2 separate regions of the Callithrix jacchus genome follow, and region 1 is linked to region 2. A link is a contact called in public Hi-C data. All regions are on one chromosome and are shown on one strand. The core of a region is the stretch at or near the end of the contact, and the rest is flanking DNA. Distances in the headings are between cores, read along the strand shown. Region 1 holds the start of SH3RF3 (SH3 domain containing ring finger 3). Region 2 overlaps SH3RF3 (SH3 domain containing ring finger 3).

Region 1 (2,700 bases), core at 69-2,568, 180 kb before region 2:
CTCCCAGTGCCTAACGGGTCCCCTTTTTATGCTCCCCCTTGCATCCTGTGTCTACCATCTGCTCTTGGATCAAGCATCCTTGTTCCTGAGCAAGGGTAAGAGTGAAAGGTGGCTCATGTGAATATGCTTCCATGCACTGTGAGGTGCACACCCTTCCTTCAGCCCTCAAGGGAAGCCAGGCAGCTCTGGGATGGCTTCCATCTCACCCTGTTCTTAGCGCTGATATAAATCATACAGATGGAAATCCACACTGCTGAGAGATATCTGGGTTAGGAAAGCCACCTGCTGCTATCAGGGACAACGTTTCCAGTACTAGCATCCTGATAGAAGCACAGAATATGTGGAATTGAGATACTAAGATCTGCACTCAAATCACTAGTAGGTGAAGAGAGAGAGACAGCCTTTCATTCATTCTACAAATATTTATTGAGCACCTACTATATGTCAGGCACTGTCCTAGGCACTAAGGATATTACAGTGGAAAAGATCTGTAGCTTACAGAGAGCTTACATTCTAATGGCATGTAAATTTTATGTGTTAAGTTCTGGGGATACAAAAATGAAAATTCAGCCCCAATGGCTTTACAAGTATGGGTATCACTTTCCTCATTTGTAAAATGAGTTTAAAATAATTATCACAGGCCGGGCATGGTGGCTGACACCTGTACTCCCAGCACTTTGTGAAGATGAGGGTGGAGGATCGTTTGAGCTCAGGAATTTGAGACTAGCCTAGGCAACATAAGGAGACTCTGTCTCTACAAAGAATTTAATTAAAAAAAAAAAAAATAGCCAGGTGTGGTGGCACGACTCTAGTTCCAACTATTCAGGAGGCTGAGGTGGGATGATGGCTTGAGCCTAAGAGTTCAAGGTTGCAGTGAGCCGTGATCGCACCCTGAACGAGATCATGTCTAAAACTATGTAAGTAAATACAAATAAAATAATTATCTCACAGAGCTGTTCAGAGGATTAAGTAATACATAGCAGGCTCTTGGCCTTTAAACCTCAACAAATACTACTTTTCCCTAAATAATAATAAAAAGATCATACAACTTCACAAAAAACAGAGACAGGCTGGCCGGTAGGCGAGCCCTCCACGTCTCTTGTGACATTAGCCCTGGCAGGACCGGCGGTGCAGTGTCCAGCCAGTCCTGGTTTGTGCGGAGCCGCGGACGGGAATCCAGCCGGTCCCGGCGGGAACGCAAAGTGGCCACGAGGGGGCAGCGCACGGCAGGGAATATTCGCCGCCGACCCCAGCCCACAGCCAAACTTCCCTGCTGCTCCCGGTCCGCCTGTACGTATTTCCGTTGCTCTGACGCTCCTAGAAGCCGGGGCGTCGGGAAGGAGAGCGCGAATTCCCCCTTCTCTGCGCCTCCGGAGGAAAAAAAAAAATCGGAGCGGGGTTCACGAGACTGCGCCGCAGCGGGCGCTGGAGCCCCTCACACTGCGCCGCCAAGGGTGCGGCGCGGAGCCTGGAGCCCCGCGCCAGGGTGCTGGTAGGCGGTCGGCGGCGCCTGCCTCTGACTCGCGACTCCGGAGAGCCAAGGTTGCCGCCGGGAGGAGTCGGCGCCGGCCCCGAGGTACCCTCTTCAACCTGAGCGCCTTCCCTTCCTGCCTTGCGGGGCATCCTCACACCCACACCCGAACGAAGCTCTGGGGCTGTCACTTCTGCGTGCCGCTCGGAAAGGAGTCTGAACTGGGAGCGCTCTGGGGAGTCGTCGGGGAGGATGCCCAGGCGTCGGCGGTGTTCCCAAGCTGCTCGCCGGCGCTGGTGAGGAAGGCAGTCGGGATAACGCCGCCCAAACTTTCCTTCGCAACAGCCTTGACAGGAAACGTTCCTATCCGAGGCTCACGAAAAGCCGAAAAAGCCTCCGGCGCCTGGAGGAGGCAGGGCCAAGCCTGCGCAGGAGGGGTTCCCCGGAGCCCTGACGATGTCGTAGGGGACAAGGCCAATCGCCGGCGTGCGCCCAGGCGAAGGGAGGTCCCGCGGGCGCGGCGCGTCCTTTCCTGCGCCCTGCAGTGACTGAGACCTCCGCGCGCACCCCCGCGCACGTGCTCGCGGCCGAGGAAGAGGAAGGGTCCTGCTGAACCCCAGGCAGGACAGCGACTCGCGAGCAGGCCAGGGGCGCATGGAGGTGTCGCGGGGGCTGTGCGGCTCGCCAGCTGCGCGGGGGAGCGCGCACGCCGCGCCCCGGCCTCCGCGGGGACCTGGCCGGCCGCTGCTCGCACTTCCTGCCGCGGATCTCCCAGCCGCGAGCCGCCGCTTGCAGCACAGAGCTGGTTGAGCTTCGTGCCCGGCAGTATCCCCCGCCCCCGGCGCGAGGCTGGAGCGCGGCGGGACAGGTGTAGCAGACGCTGCGCTCAGGACTGGGCGGGCTCGGCTCGCCGGGAGTTGGCTTGCCGCGCGCGGAACTCGAGTCCCTGCCACGCAGGCCGGTGGGCGCGCCACTTCGCACCGCCACAGCCCTAGCCTCGGGCCACCATCCAGGGTGAAAAAGTCACGGCAAAGCCCGGCTCCCGGGTCCTGATGCCGGCTGCCGGTGGCGGGATCCACGCCGACCCCAGGACCTAGGCAGCCGCGCGAGACCGCTGCCGGCGCCTCCCCCATGCTGCTCGGAGCGTCCTGGCTGTGCGCGTCCAAGGCGGCCGCCGCTGCTGCGCAGAGCGAAGGCGACGAGGACAGGCCAGGCGAGCGGCGGCGGCG
Region 2 (2,700 bases), core at 156-2,655:
AGCAGCAAGCCTGGGCAGTCACCTAATTGCAGGTGCCAAGACAGTATGGTCTGTGTCCCAGGAGACTGGGGGGGTGTCCAGAGACGGGGGGGGCATCAGAATCATGTGGGTCATGTGTATTTAACACCACCTGTTTGAGAAAGCCGGGGCTCAGCATACATTCTAGATGAAAGTTTTCTTTCTTGAAATGGTTAAACTGATAAATCCTCAGTTATCCCAAAGGCTCAGGATTCCAGAAAATGGCTATGTTGAAGGATAGATCCTCTAGATCTTGTGAGAGTGATTATACCCCTGCCTTGGTGTAGCCAGGGAGCAGAGATGGAGGTTAGGAACCAGAATTCTCCTGGAGAAAGTGAATCGGCCTGAAATGGTGACCTTTGATGTCACCTCCGTGCAGGAATGAATTTCTCTACCATATGAATAACACCATCAACTAATACATTTTTATTATTCCTGCCACTTCATAAATAGTGTTTCCATCTTAATTTGCATGTGTCTGTCACTCTCCATGGTCTTTAAAGGTTTATATAAATTTGTAAATTAGTCCTCCTTTACATGCATAAGGCAAACCAGCCCCTTGATGAAACCTTTGATGAATCTTTTTACAAGTGCATAATCTCCACCAGCCAGTTTCTTATTCTGTAAATTATTTTGCCATTTTGGTTTTTTTAAATTTGGGATGTGACAGTACTGGCATCAAATTTCTGTCCAGTGAACAGGAGAATTAGACCACCAAAATGTTAGAGGAGACCCTCTGAGTTGGTAGAGATTGGAGCAGAGCTAAGCCTTCACTGGTGAACATAAGAAACTTAGTCTCCCCATATGAGTCTCATTCTTGTCAAAGCCCTCAGTTTGAGAACCCCCAGCAGACATTCTAAGCTGAGCTGTCCCGTAAAGTAGCCACTGGCCACGTTCAGTGAACAGCTACCACATTGAAGAGCCTACATATGACACATTTCCATCAGTGCAGAAAGTTCCACTGGATGGCACTGCTCCAGAATAATGGGAAAAAAAGGAGACCTGTTTTACTTTACTGAATATATTTAGCAGAAGGTCTTATTTGATGACTTTTCTCCGGGGCCACCTTGTCAAGTGGGGAGGGCTATATAGTCTCTCCATAATAAGGCAGAAAGAAGTGCCCACTGGGAAACACCCAGCAATTTAATAGGGCCCTGGGTCTAATGCCAACTTGGGGCTATTAATACCAAGCCAGTCAAAGTGGTTTGTTCCTCGAGTCTTGCAACTCCATTAGTGATTCAAAACAAAGCAAAGTAAACCTCTGTCCCTCTCTCTGTAGGACAGTTGCAGGGAAACAATAGCTTATGTCTGTGGAATGGACTTGCTTTTACTAAGAGGCAGCAAGGAAGTATCTCAGCATGAAAACATGCTTATACAGAATGACCATCAGTTTTTGGTGTAAGCAAAGGGGACCGTGTGTGCCTGTAGTGTGCTGTCTGTGCAGAACTGTCAGAAACTGTCAGTGATGCACAAGGACATGTGTGTCCAGAGACGAGGTCTGGGCAGGCTTTCCTGGCGGCCATAAAGGGGCGAGCTCTGTCTCAGTCCAGGCTTTCCCACCCAGGGTTCCTCTGGGGCTCTTTCATCTCATTCTGTCTGGCTCTTGTGACATTTAGAGCATTCAAGTGAATGCTGGTTGCCACCTTGGTTGGAAGGGATGGTGCCGCTTTTCCACCCTGGAATGACCTTTGATCTTACCTGTCAGGACTTGATCTAGGCCTCAACGCCACCAGTTCCCAGAACATGACCTGTGACCAGAGTGGGTCTCTGTCTGTGTGTTGTATTGGAGAATGTGGAGGCTTTTGAGATGTGTTAGCAGAAATCTTTTGGGTCTATGTGAGATTTCATGTGCATGTATCAGAGGCTTTTTTTCACCCAAATTGCAAAGATTTTTAGTATTTAGGGATTTGATATGGCTAGAAAAATACATTTCCAGAATGCAGTTTTAAAGCAGGAAAAACCTAAAGCTTTCGAAAAGAGAGGGCAAGGCAGGCTAGAGGAGTTGCTCAGAGCTGATTTTTTTTAACCTCTGGGTCTGAGGAAGGTTCCACCATGTCCTGGCTCTTGGGCTTCATCTCTCGCAGCAGATCTGCACAGCTCTAACTGGGCTATCAGTGTTCTGGGCCTTGGTCCAGGAGTCTGGGTGGTTGCTGGGAAGGGGATGGAGGGAAGGCAAGTCGCCAGGTGATGGTGGCTGGCTCTGCATACTCCTGCTCCTGGAGAGGCCATGAGTGTCATGTTCCTCCCTGGCTCTGGCTTCCTGTTCATCACAGGAGGACCACAGTTGTGATGTCAGTGTGATCTTCACTACACATAGCCTTTAACAAGGTACCCTGTGACATGAAGAGAACTTGTCACTAGTCATAGAGATTTCTTTTGCTTTTTTGTTTTAAATAGACTTTCTGTTTTAGAGCAGTTTTAGGTTCAAAGCAAGATAGAGCAGAAGGTACAGAGAATTCCCATGGACCTCCTGCCCTGGCATGTGCAGCCTCCCCAACCATCAGCATCTGCCATCAGAGTGGTGTCACATTAGGGTTCACTCTTGGTGTTGGACATTTCATGGGTTTGGACAAATATATAAGGCCATGTATCCACCATTAAAGTTTCACACTCAGTACTTTCCCTGCATTAAAAACCCTATGCTCTACCTGGTCATCCTTCCCTGGCCCCACCCCCGAGCCG

What was found. A called contact is a pair of places that touch in the nucleus more often than the background predicts.
Region 1: a contact with region 2 is called in a Hi-C map of skeletal muscle, with 5 times the contacts expected there. The contact joins the promoter of SH3RF3 here to the enhancer-like site in region 2. A contact is called at or near these places in 2 of 3 Hi-C or Micro-C datasets (both in skeletal muscle).

The regions. Positions count from the first base shown.
Region 1 is chr14:19,992,024-19,994,723 of calJac240_pri, reverse strand. It overlaps SH3RF3 (SH3 domain containing ring finger 3), which reads left to right and starts at 1,318. Exons shown (of 9, transcript XM_054244686.2): 1 at 1,318-2,700. The coding sequence starts at 2,603. It also overlaps the pseudogene LOC144579235.
Region 2 is chr14:19,814,901-19,817,600 of calJac240_pri, reverse strand. The region is part of intron 1 of SH3RF3 (SH3 domain containing ring finger 3); the gene reads left to right. Among named protein-coding and RNA genes, the nearest start is that of SH3RF3, 180 kb to the left of the region's middle. Within about 2 kb of position 1,405, at least 1 of the 16 cell types and tissues checked has an H3K27ac peak or open chromatin away from gene starts, as enhancers often do. A contact at or near this core is called in skeletal muscle, where this site is marked.